3 separate regions of the Rattus norvegicus genome follow, and all the other regions are linked to region 1. Evidence: chromatin contacts called from public Hi-C data. All regions are on one chromosome and are shown on one strand. Each heading gives the region's core, a stretch centred on a gene start, on an enhancer-like site or on the middle of the called end of the contact. The rest is flanking DNA. Distances are from core to core; before and after follow the strand shown. Region 1 holds the start of Klf10 (KLF transcription factor 10). Region 2 has its middle 41 kb from the start of Azin1. Region 3 holds the start of Azin1 (antizyme inhibitor 1).

Region 1 (4,413 bases), core at 871-3,370:
GAAAAACAATAACGAAACCCCCAAAAACTGAGTACAAGTTGGTTTCAATTTAAACACGGCTTGATAACCGATCGTGCTGGGTGCAACACCGTCAGCCTAATGTCTCACACTGAAAGTTCTTTGACCTTCATTTAAAAAGAATCGCCATCTCTACCCTCCTCTCAAAAACCTAATACATAAATAAAACGGCAAAGATAATCTGAAAGCCTTTTTTTTAAAGATGCCTATCTTCCCATTGAGGGTGGGAAAACAAGACAATGCTCTTGAAATACACTAACAAGGTAATTGCATAATCGTTCGCGCCTTTATGTAAGCTGCAATGGATGAACACTGTAAGTGTAAAAAGCCTATGGTCACCGACTCAAAGAAAGGGGTGGAAAAAAAGGCAGGCAGGGGTGAAGAATGTGCGCCGGGAGGGGAAGCTGGGAGGGGAGCGAAGAGCTGGTGCGAGGCAGGAAAGGGAAGCCGGGTGGAGGCGGGGGCGGGGCGCAGGAGGCCGGCGGGGGAGATCCTCGCTGGCGGGGACCGACGGATGGGGCCGCCCTAACCTCAATGAGGCTGGCTGGTGAGTCACCGGGAACACTGCCCGCCGCGCGCACGTCCCCGCGCCCCGCCCCTGCCATTGGCCAGCCGGCCTGCGGCCCGTGCCCGGATTGGCTGGGCGGCGCAGGGTGGGGGCGCGAGGAGGGGGCGAGGCATGTGAACAAAGCGTGATCAGCGGCTGCTCCGGGCGGCGCAGGAAACGTGAACTGGGAATTGCCGCGCCGTCACCTTTCCCCTACTTCCTGAGCACGGGCCCCCGCCTCCACCCGGCCGGGGAGGGGCCGCGGGCGCCGCCGCCAACCGCTCGCCAGTGCGCGCCGGGCGGCGCGAGGGCTGGGCGGTGTCGGCTCTGGAGGCACCCGCCCCTTCCACCTCCCCCGAGCCGCGGTTCCCTTAGGAACCGACAGCAGGGCCGGGCCTCGTTCCCGCCCCTGGCGGAGGCCAGAGCTGGGTCACTCGGGGACGAGGAGCTCCCCGGGCGCACCCGCTCGCCGCCCATCCCTGGCCTCCGCCTCGGCTGCGGGAGGTGGAGCCGGGTCCCCGCGGAAGCCCGACCGCCGCCCTCCTCCTGCTCGCCGCCCCCGGGGAGCGGCCGGAGCCTGGGCGCTCCGCCCACTCGGCCCGCGGGACCTCAGCCCACCCGCGTCTCCCGCAGGCGCGGCGTCCCTGGCTGCTGCTTCCGGCAGCCTGGGCCCCCGCAAGCCGCGTCTCTGCAGACTCCCAGACGTACGGCGCCCACAGCACGGGCTCCAGGCGCCCGGCCCCACGGTTCCCGCCTCGACACGCGGCCCCCGCGTCTCGCGGTCCCGACTCCCCCGCCCAGCTGTCGGGCTCCAAGGCAGGACCCTGCACCCTGCCAAGAGTAGTCTACAGGCAGCCACCTGCCTCCGCCTGGGATGAGAGCCCCCTCCCGACGTCTGCGGGGGTGCCACGGCCCCCCTGGCGGCCGGAGAGCCCGCGTGCCATCCATACCCCGCGCGAAGCCGGCCATCCCCTCCCCCAGCCCCGGGCTAGCCCAGCCGCGCGGTCTCCACCTGGCAGGGTTCCCCCCTCCCCCGACGAGCAGGCGCCCGCCTCTCGGGTAGACAGCCCATGAGTAGTCTTTGCCACCCTGAGTCGCATTCCTGCTGCAGACGGGCATCTCCCGCCAGAGCCAGGTGCAGGGCGCCCCCTCCCATCTCAACTGCGCTCCCAGGGAGACAGCTCCTCCAGCTCACTCGCCTCCTGGGGTCTCCCCGAGAGTCCCCCTTGTCTCCTGGACACCCAGGGGTAGGATCGCTCTCCCCTGGTGCACGTCCCAGGCTTTTTCTTCCGACCCCCTCTTCTGCACATGCCCTCGATGATATTCCCAGCCTACAGGGAGGAAAACCCTTGCAAGACCCCGCTGCAGCCTGGGTTCTCAGGCGTGGTTTATTTAGGGGCTCATGCTCCCTCCGCTCTTCGGCTGGCTCCCGGACACAGCAGGAGGAAAGGACCAGCATCTCCAGGTAACTTACCGAAGCTTGCTGGAGAGAAGCGCCGAAGTTAAGCATGGTTGGCTGCCTGGCCGTAGGTCGCGAGCTGCTTGGCTGCTGGCTGCCTAGCCACAGACGGAGCACTGAGACACTAGACGTCGACGCCACCGCGCTCCGCGCTGTCTGCCCCCCTCCCCATGCAGGTAGCCGCTCTGCCTGCCCCGCGCCGCGGGCGGGGTGGAAGGCGGGGCGTGGTATCGACCAATCAGCGGTAAAGGTGTGTGAGGCCTCAGCCAATGGGCTGGCGGGGCCACGCGTGATCAGCGGCTGCCCGGCTGCAAGAAGCTCTGTCAGTGGAGCGTGTACACAACCCGAGGCACCGTGTTCCCTCCGTCCAGCCCGGGGGAACTACGGGGACCACCTGACTCCGTGACGCCCCTCGCCCAAGTCTTCAGTACCCCGCCCATGCCCGGAGGCGGCGCCGCCGGCGGGGCATAGCCGAGAGGCGCGGTGGCGGCGACCAGGCTTTGCGGAGAGCCGGCCCACGTGGGGGGTGGGGAGGGAAGCCCGCTCCGCCCAGTCCCCTTCGCGCCCGCAGCGTCTGGGCCCGCCAGGGAGTGGGCGGGACCCCGAGCAGAAGGCGGAGGCTGCAGGCGCGGCTCCTGGCCACCAGACGTTCTTTGGAAGCGCGGTTCTCGTGGGTCTTGCGTGGAGGCAAGAGCCGGGTGAACCACTGAGTGGCATTTCTGAGCATTTGCCGGATTTTGTCACTCTAAACCGTGAGGACTGGGGAGAACCAGGGCGAGGTGGTGGCGGCGGGAGCCCTGTCACGGAACAGACACCTGCTCGCACTCACCGCCCACGCCCAGGCGGCAGGCGTTGGCTCGTCCTCCCATCTGCAGCACAGGCACTGGCAGCAGGGCCCGCCTCTGCGCGTCCCTCCCGTCCTTCTGGGCGGTTGGTGTGGGGACTACGGGAAGCTGGTACCTTAGGGCTAGTGGCGTGGCCGGGAACCCTAGACTCGAGTGCTCGGTGGCAGAATCGAGTTTGAGTTTGGTGTAGTTCAAGTTTAAAATACAGTGTTCGAGCTGTTTCTAAGGTGGACTCCACTTCCCCCACCCGCGGGACCACAGTCTTCGCCGACGCCCCGCCAAGAAACCGCTTGTGGGGATGGGGTGAAGAAAGCATGTTTATTGGTGGGATTCCTGACTGGCTCAAACACCGAGTTCCTGTCCCTGTCCCCCTTCACCACTCCAGGGATTGGGGGCAAGCTGAGCTTCTTAAGGAAGCCAGCCTTCTGTGTGCAGCAGCCAGGGCTGAGGCTGTAGCCTCCTAGACCCAGAGCTCTTGGCTCCTCGTTGGCGCCCTATTGCCCCACCCCCTTGCCCGTTTGTGCGGGTTCACAGCAGCTGTTGGAGCCGGAGGCAGTGATAACGGGGCTTAAAGCAAACTAGAGATTTTATCGTCTCTCTTGGATCAGGCGGATCATGAGACAAAAGTCACTGCCCTCCTATGGGCTTTTCAGCCTGCCGAGCTAGACGTGCTAAAGCACCAGACTGGGTAAAGGAGGGGAATAGCTTTAGAGGCCGCTAGCTCTACTAGCAGCATCTATCTGATGGTTCCTTCTGGTATACCTAAAGCCAGCCAGCAACAAACTTAATGACAGTACCCACGGGCCAGAGAGGCCCTGGGTAGGGGTGGGAGCGGGGGTGGGGGTGGGGGTATGACTGAATGGCCTCCTGTCACTGCCAGCTTTGAATCCGCTGGAGGAGCGCCAACTCAGCAACCCAGGCAGCTCTTCCTGCCTCCCTCCACCCGGTGCCCCTGCTTCTGTCTGCAGGAGTGTCCCTCCCTGCAGGCTTCCTTCCGCTTGGGCTGGCCCATCCTGTTGATCTGAATCTGAAGGGTTGGAGCAGCTGGCCTGGGCACCTGCTACAGCGCAGGAAGCTCTTGTGTGTGCCCAGCGGCAAGCCTGCCTGCCTTCCTGTCAGGGAGCCGCCTCCTGGAGAGGTCACAGCCAAACCCACCAAGCCTGAACCCTGTGCGTTCGAGAATGTGGGGCCTGCTGGTGTGGTGCCCCCACACCCACCCTGCAGACCGAGTTGTAGGGAGCATTCAGGACCTGGAGTGATCACAACAAGAAAGAGAATGAGATAGGAAGCTGGGTGGTGGTGGCTTAATGCCTGGAGATTCAGAGAAAGCCTTCCCCAGTCACTTCAGACTCAATATCACCAAATCCAAAACTCCTTTTCCTATGCGGTCTTAAGGGGTGCTCATTGCCTGTCCAGCCACAAAACTTACGTGGGACCCAGTTAGTTCCTAGCTCAGAAACACTTACATACTGTTCGTTTTACAAGGTTGCTCTGTCTGCCTATCTTCCTTCACACACAGCCCTCCTTTTTTTTTTCTTTAGGAG
Region 2 (4,663 bases), core at 1,333-3,832, 170 kb after region 1:
ACTATTTCTTCCTCTGATGTCATACCTTGTGCCAGATCAGCAAATTAGACCCCTTGGTTTCCCAAGAGCTGCCATTCTTAACTCTGCTGCACGAAAAAAAAAGGGGGGGAGGGGGGTCTGGTTCAATGCTATTTCCAACTGGGATGGCGGAAACGAACTGCCCACCCTTGAAAAGCACACTGAGGAAAAAGGTGTCCAAACCCAGAAGGTTCACTCTCAGCCTAAGTCTAGGTGAAGGTCACACAGGGCAAGGAGAAGCTCACACAGTCCCTGTCAGGCACTACTGATGAATAGGCAGGGCAGATCTGGACCAGTTCGCAAAGCCCAGCTGTTGTTGAAGGCTCCTGGCTTCTCCGGGAGACACAGACACCTCCCTCCCCAGACTGGCACCATTAATTAACTGGTGGCTGTGGGAAAAATAGCAAGTAAAATCCAGGAAAGGGGCCCACAACGAACTCCAGCTGGAGGCCCACAGTCTTAGTCATCCTAGGGTCACAGACGGATCAAAGAGGTTCGAGTGTAAGAGAAAACCAAGCACTGTAGACATTCTCTGTCTTTCAGGGTCCTCCCAGCTCCTCCTGATCCTGCCTTCCTGTTTCAGCTGGTAACAGAGAACTGCTAGAGTTAAAGAATCGTCCAGAGCCTATGGAGTTCATTGATGGTACATGTTTCTTTTTCTTTCTTTTTTTTTTTTTTTTTTTTTTTTTGTTCTTTTTTTCGGAGCTGGGGACCGAACCCAGGGGCTTGCGCTTCCTAGGTAAGCCCTCTACCACTGAGCTAAATCCCCAGCCCCGGTACATGTTTCTTATACTTCTTTTTTTCTTAACTGTTGCATTTGTGGCTAGAGAACAAGGCTAGACCTGGTGGCTTCTGGGTACGAATTCTATCACTAAGCTCATGCTTAGTCCCCAGAGCTCATGGTTTGCTTTCCTTGGGCCTCCTAGACACAGATTAGTTACTGGGCAGACTCGGAGGCAGCTCAAAGCACCCAGACATGCCTAGCCTTGCTACACAGAGGAGGGCCAGATTAGTCTACAAATGTGGGGCTCCGGTGGGAAATTCAATCCACCACCCTCCACTCCCAACACACACACACACACACACACACACACACACACACACACACACACACACACCCCTAAGAACTAGACCTGCAACAGGCAAACGCTCTACCACCAAGCCACATCCTCAACTTCTGGAAACTTGTTTTGGGATAAAGAATTAAGTCCTCCACTGATATTTACTCATTCTCAAAATCCTTCTCTTCCTTTTCATGCCTTTTTTTCATAGAATTACTGCCCCTATTAACAAGAAACCACCTGTTCGCTAATACCAGGACCCTGGAAACTATCTTTGCACATACATCTCCTTTAGCTGAGGAGGGGTGCCTCCCTACGTCGCCATCCCAAATTCACTACAGGGTCTGCAGCCCACTGAGAGGGTAAAGTGAGGCCCTAGCCCCTCTGGTCTGATACTAAACAAGCAAGGCCAGGCCCCCAGCAGTAGGGTTTATTCAAAGCTGTCCCCACCAAAGGGCTGGCGGCCGGACTTCAGCCTTAGCGGTCCCCTGGCACCCTGGAGCCGAGTGAGGTCTCCAGGGCGGTGCATTTCCTGCTTCTAGAAACTTGGCCTGGGGCCTTTCCCAGCAAGGGCCCGCCTTTCCTCTCCTCCCGCCCTCGGGGCGGGTCCAGCTTTGCCACCCAGCGCCGGCTGCAGCGTGTGGCCCGGGGCGGCGGGCTTCCAAGGCACCCAGCTACCCCGCAGGGTGGCGTTGGCCCTCCCTTCTCCCTCGGCCTCGTGACTTCTGGTAAAGGCCCCGTTAGTCCCCACCCACTCCCACCTCCGCCCTCCATCGCAGCGGGACTGGTGCGGGCCGCGCCTCCCCGGGAGGCTGCGTCTCCCCCGCCCCTGGCAGCAGGCTGCGCTTCGGAAACTGTTGACTCAGAGGGTGGCCTGGCGGCCAGCGTCTGATGTCAGCCTGGAACCCGGCCGCGGCGGGGAAGCCAAGGAGAGGCACGGTGCGGGTGCGGGTGCGGGCGCCCGGCCCGGTGGGCGCCGTGGGGGCGGCGCTGCAGCGAAGCTGGCGGGCTGCGGCTGCCCGGGCGCCCGTGACTCACGGTGCGTCACGGAGCAGATGCCCGCGGTGGCCCGAAGCTCCCGGCTGCTGCTGACTCATCAGAAAGCTGTGCGCGCCCCGGGTGGCTTTGGGGCTCCCGGAGCCGGAAAACCCCTAAGAAAGAGCTGGGGCGCAGGCGAGCAATGGAGCGGGGAGCTGCATGGCTGGCAGCTGCCTGAACTACCTGCAGCACGCCTCCTGCGAGCGATCGAGACAGAGAGAGAGAGAGAGAGGAGAGGGAGAGAGAGAGAGAGAGAAGAGCCGTTCCTAGGTGTCCACTGGCTGGGGTGGTAGCCGAGGTCGCTGATGTTTGCTCCGGGTCTTTAGACTTGAAGGTCTTTTGGGGAAGAGCAGAGCATCCACACCAGCACCGGGGACTGGAGTCTTTCCTTCCTGGCCTCGCTCTTACCCTAGCCCTCTCTAGGGAAGCTACACTGCGTCTGTGGACACCACTTGCTGGCTCAAAGCCTGGCTCCAAGCCTGGCTCCAGATCTTTCCTGTCAATGGCTGACCGCAAGGCCCTGTGGCACTCAGGAAATGCAGCCAGGGGTCAAAGAATTCTCAGAAAAGGGTGTGGATCTCGAGAGATCGTCTGTTTGGTGTCCACCCTGTCCTAAACAGGGACAAATTCTCTAAAGATATTTGAGGCTGCTCTGTGCAAGGCTTTCCATCCCAAGTATCTCATCTGCAAGATGAGATAGGACTTCACAGGCATGCATACAGGGTAACATGTGCACCCCAGTTAGTCATGAGAAGGGGTGGGGTATGTGTGGAAAACAGTCGCAGTAACTCTAGTGGGTTGGCGTTAGGGTAGGGGGCTTTTGTAGAAATGATGTAGACAGACCAGACGGGGGAAATGCATTCTAAACACCTTGAAGGAAACCCTAGATGCTCTGGAAAACCCGAGTGTAAATTCTATAATCAGCAAGCAGTCCCCCTTGCTTGGAAAAACCCAGAGCATTAGCTGCTCCAGACTAGCCGCACAGCTGTGGCACTTAAAATGAGGCACGGTGGCCTAGAAGGACCTGGAGCAGACTGCGGTGTGCCCACTGTGCCTGGCATGTAGTCATGCTCATTCCCAGATGGGTCCCTTCCAAGAATCCCACAGTCCTGCTCAGTCACAGCTAAAGGAACCTGGCCTTGGGCGTCTTATGACTTGGCGCTGAGTGCAGATCGGCTTTTTAGTCCAGACTTCACATTTTCCTATTCCGTCCGTCAGTCACTGTACTGACCCACACAGCGGGTCTTAATTGCCAACACTTTGGATTACTTAAAGGTGCTTTGGGAAACAGAAGAGGTGTAGCATGAGATTCCCCCTTCTAGAAATGTGGTTTCACAGACCCACTGATGGACATGGGTCGCCACCAAGTCTGTATGTGTCAGCCTGGAACTCAGAACAGGATCTCTTGGCCTTTGGACTCCTGGTCTCATCTCTGCTCTGCTCTGCTCTGCTCTGCTCTGCTCTGCTCTGATATAAGGATTTCCCTTATATAAATGACACAAATGATTGCCTGTTCTGTCAACCTTCTCTACCTGGGTCCTGTGAGAACAGATTCAGAAAACAATGTCTTAGAAAACTTCAAAGGAGAAAACTTGACTCCACCATGGTACAGGGCGGGGGGGCTAGGAGGCCGACAGGAGCAGTTGGACTCCCATGACTGGGAGGTCTGTCTGTGCCATGCACCTGTCCTGCGGCTGGGGCAGAAGGTCCTAACAGGAAGGAGGGAGGAAGGCTAACCTTTCTGATAGTGATTACCACTGTGAACCTGGGGGGGGTGGGGAGGGGAGAATAACACCCCCATGCATACCTGAGGAGTGTGGGGCCTGGGAATCTTGAGGTGAATTCCCCATCAGTGTTAAGCACAGGGTTGGACAATTTTCCCTTGATCCTGATTTACTAAGAAATTTTGAAATTTTACGGAGACTCCCAATCTAGCATGATTCCTCCCTGTGTTTATTTACCCCCCACTTCCTGTTCACGGGACTTAAGACATCGATGTCATTTAAATGTGACTTAGAGTTAGGCTGCTACAAGGCAGATGATACTGGTCACCCAGTGTCAAGTCTCAAGCACTGTAGGAAGAATTTCTTGACATAAATACTGAAAGGACTCAGTGGGAGTCTGCAAACAAAAGGAGGGGATTTCTCAGGAGTCCCAGATCCAGTCACAACCAAGCAGTGTGGCCTCCATTTGTCAGCTGAAGAAGCAAGCTGAGACACTACCTTAGTAGGACACTACCATAGTAGGGCAGCAAGTGGAAAAGCTGGAATTGGGATCTGAAACAGCAGCATTAAAAGAAACGGAACAACTCTGTGACCTTTGACGCTAAGGTCTTGGGACTTTGCTGGTTACAGATCCCTAATCCTAGGGGGGTTGGTGTTAAACTCAAGCCTGTGGTTGAAAAGCAGCTAGTCCACAGTAGAGTTTTTTCCCTGAGGGTGTGAGAGGGGTAGGGAGGGTAGAGGACAAGTGAACTGTCAAGGTCCTTAGGGAAACGCAGAGGTGGTGCCACGCCTAGTTAGAACTAGACTGCTCCTCGGAAACTG
Region 3 (4,015 bases), core at 964-3,463, 210 kb after region 1:
ATTGATTCCATTTAAGTCTTGATATAAAAAACAAGATAAAAACAGAAGACTAAACAGGCCTCACACAAACTGAGGTGAACTCACTGTCAAGAGCTTTGTGGGGGTGTTAACAATGTTCTATATCTTGACAGATTTAAAGCTGTCTCTCCCCTCTTTAGACACAGAATTTTGCTTTTAAGTGGCCAAGGCTAGTTCCAAGAACTTCCTGGAATTACAGTGTACAACCCCCTGAATCACTTTGTTAAAACTTCCTAAACACAATAAAAAAAATAAACAACAAAAATAAAAAACTTCTTAAACACAAGCCAGACTGGTCCTGAGCCTGTAATCCTAGCACCACGCTGATGTGGGAGGTAAATTGACAACTCAGTCTGGGTTACAAAGTGAGGCCCTGTTTCAAACAAACTAAAAATAAAAACTAATCAAACGGAACAAATAAGTAATGGGAATTTTACTGCCAATTACTAAAAGCTGAGTATAGAACTGTATTTAATATATTGGAATACTAAAGTTAGAGCTATGAACCATTCTGATGTCTGAAATGCAGAATTAGTAAGATGGCTGGAAGGTAAGTATAGCAAAATGTTAGCTGTGGAATCTAAATTGGAAAGTACCACTCTGATTTCTTTGTTGGGAATCATACTAAAACCTTAGGAGAGAAGTAAATTGATTACTCGATTAATCTACCATTTTTTATTTAAACATCCTTTTCTACTTAATGTGAACTCCTCAGGGTACCAAGCATTCTGTCAGATCTATTTCTGCCAGGCTAGTTCATAGTCCACATAATCCTTTCCTGAGTAAGGGAGTTAATCAGCTCTCACCCAGTCTATATATTAATGGTAAAACACGACAGTACACAAACAACCTAACATCCACCACAAAACTGAGTTCAATCTGTTCAAATACCTTGAAGCTGTAAACACCCCCCCCTTCTTGGTCGTTTAACCAGTAACAAACACACGTTCACGATATATGATCCCTGTAAAACGTTTCACCACCACCAACTGCTGGCAGCCAACATAGCCCTTAATAAGCCGCATCAACCTACCCCTTGCCCTCTTTCTGTCCCGCGATCACAGCGAGGACTAGAAAACGAAGCCATGGTGACTAATCTCCAGGCTTCAGGAGGTGACTGGGGTAAGTGAAAGCGACTTGGCCCAATCAGCAGAGCCGCAGGGGCGGGGCAGCAGCGCCGAGGTTTCCAGAAGGGGCCAAAGGCCTATTCGCTTGCTACTTGACACCGGGGCTTCCCCGCCGCCGGGCCCCGAGTGAGGTCAACTTTCCACCGCCAGAGGGGGAGCGCGCACTCTGCACCCCATCCCCCGCCCGCAAGAATCCAGCCTCCTCCCAGCTGTCACCAGATGCCGGCTCGAGGCCCGCCCCGCTTCATTCATAACCCGGAGCCCCGGCCGCCGCAGCCGGTCCACTCCGCACCACAACCCCCTGCAGGCACTGAGACCGAGAGGGGGCGATGGGACCCCCCCAGCCCTCAGTGCTGCCGCCGGACCCCCCTCCCCGGAAACAGCAATGCACCACGGGAGTGGGGTGGGGGCCGCATGCCGCCGAGAAGGAACCGCGACCACCGCCAGCCTGCCCCCGAGCGCGGGGCCCCACGCGCACACGCCCCCTCGCCCAACCGCGGCAGGCTGCCGCCCAGAGTCGCGAGGCGCTCGCTGCCGCCGGGGCCACCGGCAGCCGCCACACACACCGGCGGCCGCCATGTTCGAGGCCGCCGGCTGCGGGGCACTGCGGGGACACCGAGGGCGGCGTGGCCCAGCCCAGGCGCCCGACCCTCCCGCGCCCCTAAGCCCGGTACTCACGTGAGATAACGGCCCAAAGAGTCGGGTAAAGCGTCTTCTCTTTTTCGGCGGAATTTTTAAAGAGGGATGTGGTTACCTTGAGCAGAAATACCCAAGGCGGCCTGGGCCATAGGCTGCGGGGACGACGTGGGGGAAACGCGCGGCACCGACACCAGCTGAGCAGCAGTGGCGGCGGCAGCCGGACTGGAGAAATGGAGCGGCGCGAGAAAAAGAAGAAAAGCGCGAACTGGGTGGGGAGAAGATTCAGCCTCGTCACTCCGCAGAGCAGCAGAGCGAGAAGGATGAGAAGAGCAGAGCAGGCGACAACCAGGGAGAGAAACGGAAACACCGCGGCCGAGAGTTGAGCCAGAGAGTGTGGGAAGGCGGCGCCGGAGACGCCAGTATTTATATTGAGAGGGCGGGGCTTGCGACGTCACAGACGGCTGGTCTGCCGCGCGAGAGGGGTGGGGCCTGTGCCGCCGGGGAATGTGGGAGGGGCGGAAGAGGAAAGACAGCCTTGCGCAGTTAGGGGGCCAAGGGGCGGGACCACTGGGCCTTGCAGGTGCTGGCCGGGCGCTCGCTTCCCGCCCTCGCGCTACCGGCCGCTCCCCGGCGGGTTGCTAGGCTCGTAGGCGGGGCAGAGGGCGCGCGGCCCTGCGGATCGCAGAGCGCGCCTTCGCCCTTGAGGCGCCTGCGCTCCACGCTAGCAGTTAACGATCCGCTTTGTGAACCGGCGGCTAGTTCATGCTAACAGCAGCCTTCGGGACGGTCCTGGGTCCTCGGCTTAGCGACACCAGTATTTCACGAGAGGCGGGTGGGCGCCATCACGGGGCTTTCTCTGTGCACTAGTTTATGTAAGAACTGTAGACATGCCCGGGGACTGTATTCCGAGGAAGAGGTTCCCGCCTCTCCACGGGATGCGGAGCTCCGTTATGGAAACGGGTTCCCCGTGGCCAGCAAGAACCAGTCCGGTGTGGTTACTGAAGCTTTGATCGCACCAGAATGTTCCTCAGTGTTCGCGTGTTGCAATATGGTGCAGTAGAATTTTTTTTAATGTGGCTTTTCTTTGTCTTCATTTTCAAAAAGGATTGATGCAGTCATACCTAACCCTGTTAAAATGGGGCAGTGTTACTAAAGTTACATGACTTTAAGGTACATCTTTTTAGTCCCCTGTTTTTCCCCTTTGAAGTCATTATTTTTTTAATTCTTTTGTTTCTCTCGAAAGGGTTTCTCTATGCAGCCCTAGCTGTCCTGGAACTCCCTCTATATACCAGGCTAGCCTTGCATGCTACCTGCCTCTGTCTCCCAGGTGCTGGTACTAAAGGCATGTTCCACCACACCTGGCCTTTTCTATTCTTTAATAAACTTTTATTACCAAAGTAAGATGGCCTATGTAACCTTAAATGGCTCACATTTAAAAAGCCTTTTTCTAGCTGGATGCAGTGGTGCATGTCTTTAATTTCAGCACTAAGAAGGCAGAAGCTGGTGGATCTCTTGAGTTCGCAGCTAGCCTGGTTTCTAGACAGCCTGAGCTACACATTGTGAGACCCTGTCTGGAAAAAGCAAAACAAAACAAAGGCCATTTTAGCACTAGTGTCAGTCCTAGCCTGCTAAATCTTTGTAACTCCAGACTCAGCACAATGAATGGGAGGGACAGGCAGACAGGGTACTTCTCTGCAGCTGAAACTGACCTCCAGTGAGTCTCCTGCCTCAACTTCAGGGGGTTAGATTACAGACTTGTGTCCTGTTTACGATGCCCCTCCAAAGTGAGATCTTTTAAAGTAAGACCCTGAACCCCTCTCCCCTTCACATTCTTTCACTCCATTCATCTTGTAAGCAGTTTAGTAATAAATCCACAAGGTAGAAGGAAAGGAAGAGCCCTTGCAGGTCTGGTAGGGCCAGAATGTTTCAGAGGTAGAGAGCATTACAAGTTGGGAGGTGTGAGCTCAATTTCTGGTTTTTGTTTTCCCTATTCTTGACATGTCTTAGCTTTTTCTTACCTCCTCCCTCTCCATGCTTCTCTCCCCTCTCCTTTTCCTTTTTCGAGACAGGAATATGTTGCCCATGTGGGCCTTGAATTCATTTCAATCCTAAAGTGCTGAGATTTGAAGTTATGATCCACTGTGCTCAGCCTCTAACACTGTCGTTATGTTCTGATCCACTCAGACCACAGCACCTTCCCAAGGAAGCTTTAGCCCACCTGAACACACCAT

Evidence for each region. Hi-C and Micro-C count contacts between places; a contact is called where the count stands out from the background.
Region 2: a contact with region 1 is called in a Hi-C map of kidney, with 7 times the contacts expected there. The contact joins the enhancer-like site here to the promoter of Klf10 in region 1. A contact is called at or near these places in 12 of 12 Hi-C or Micro-C datasets (the A7r5 cell line, the Rat2 cell line, Schwann cells and 7 more) and 1 of 1 datasets of contacts at active chromatin or transcription factors (oligodendrocytes).
Region 3: a contact with region 1 is called in a Hi-C map of liver, with 2.8 times the contacts expected there. The contact joins the promoter of Azin1 here to the promoter of Klf10 in region 1. A contact is called at or near these places in 2 of 12 Hi-C or Micro-C datasets (liver and mammary epithelial cells).

What each region holds. Positions count from the first base shown.
Region 1 is chr7:71,356,560-71,360,972 of GRCr8, forward strand. It overlaps Klf10 (KLF transcription factor 10), which reads right to left and starts at 2,121. Exons shown (of 4, transcript NM_031135.2): 1 at 2,040-2,121. The coding sequence starts at 2,075. It overlaps LOC134479897 (a long non-coding RNA gene), which reads left to right and starts at 1,892. Exons shown (of 4, transcript XR_010053784.1): 1 at 1,892-2,030.
Region 2 is chr7:71,523,324-71,527,986 of GRCr8, forward strand. No RefSeq gene overlaps it. Among named protein-coding and RNA genes, the nearest start is that of Azin1, 41 kb to the right of the region's middle. Within about 2 kb of position 2,583, at least 83 of the 93 cell types and tissues checked have an H3K27ac peak or open chromatin away from gene starts, as enhancers often do. A contact at or near this core is called in the A7r5 cell line, Schwann cells, hepatocytes and 2 more, where this site is marked.
Region 3 is chr7:71,564,302-71,568,316 of GRCr8, forward strand. Azin1 (antizyme inhibitor 1) reads right to left here and starts at 2,214. Exons shown (of 12, transcript NM_001301702.1): 1 at 1,824-2,214.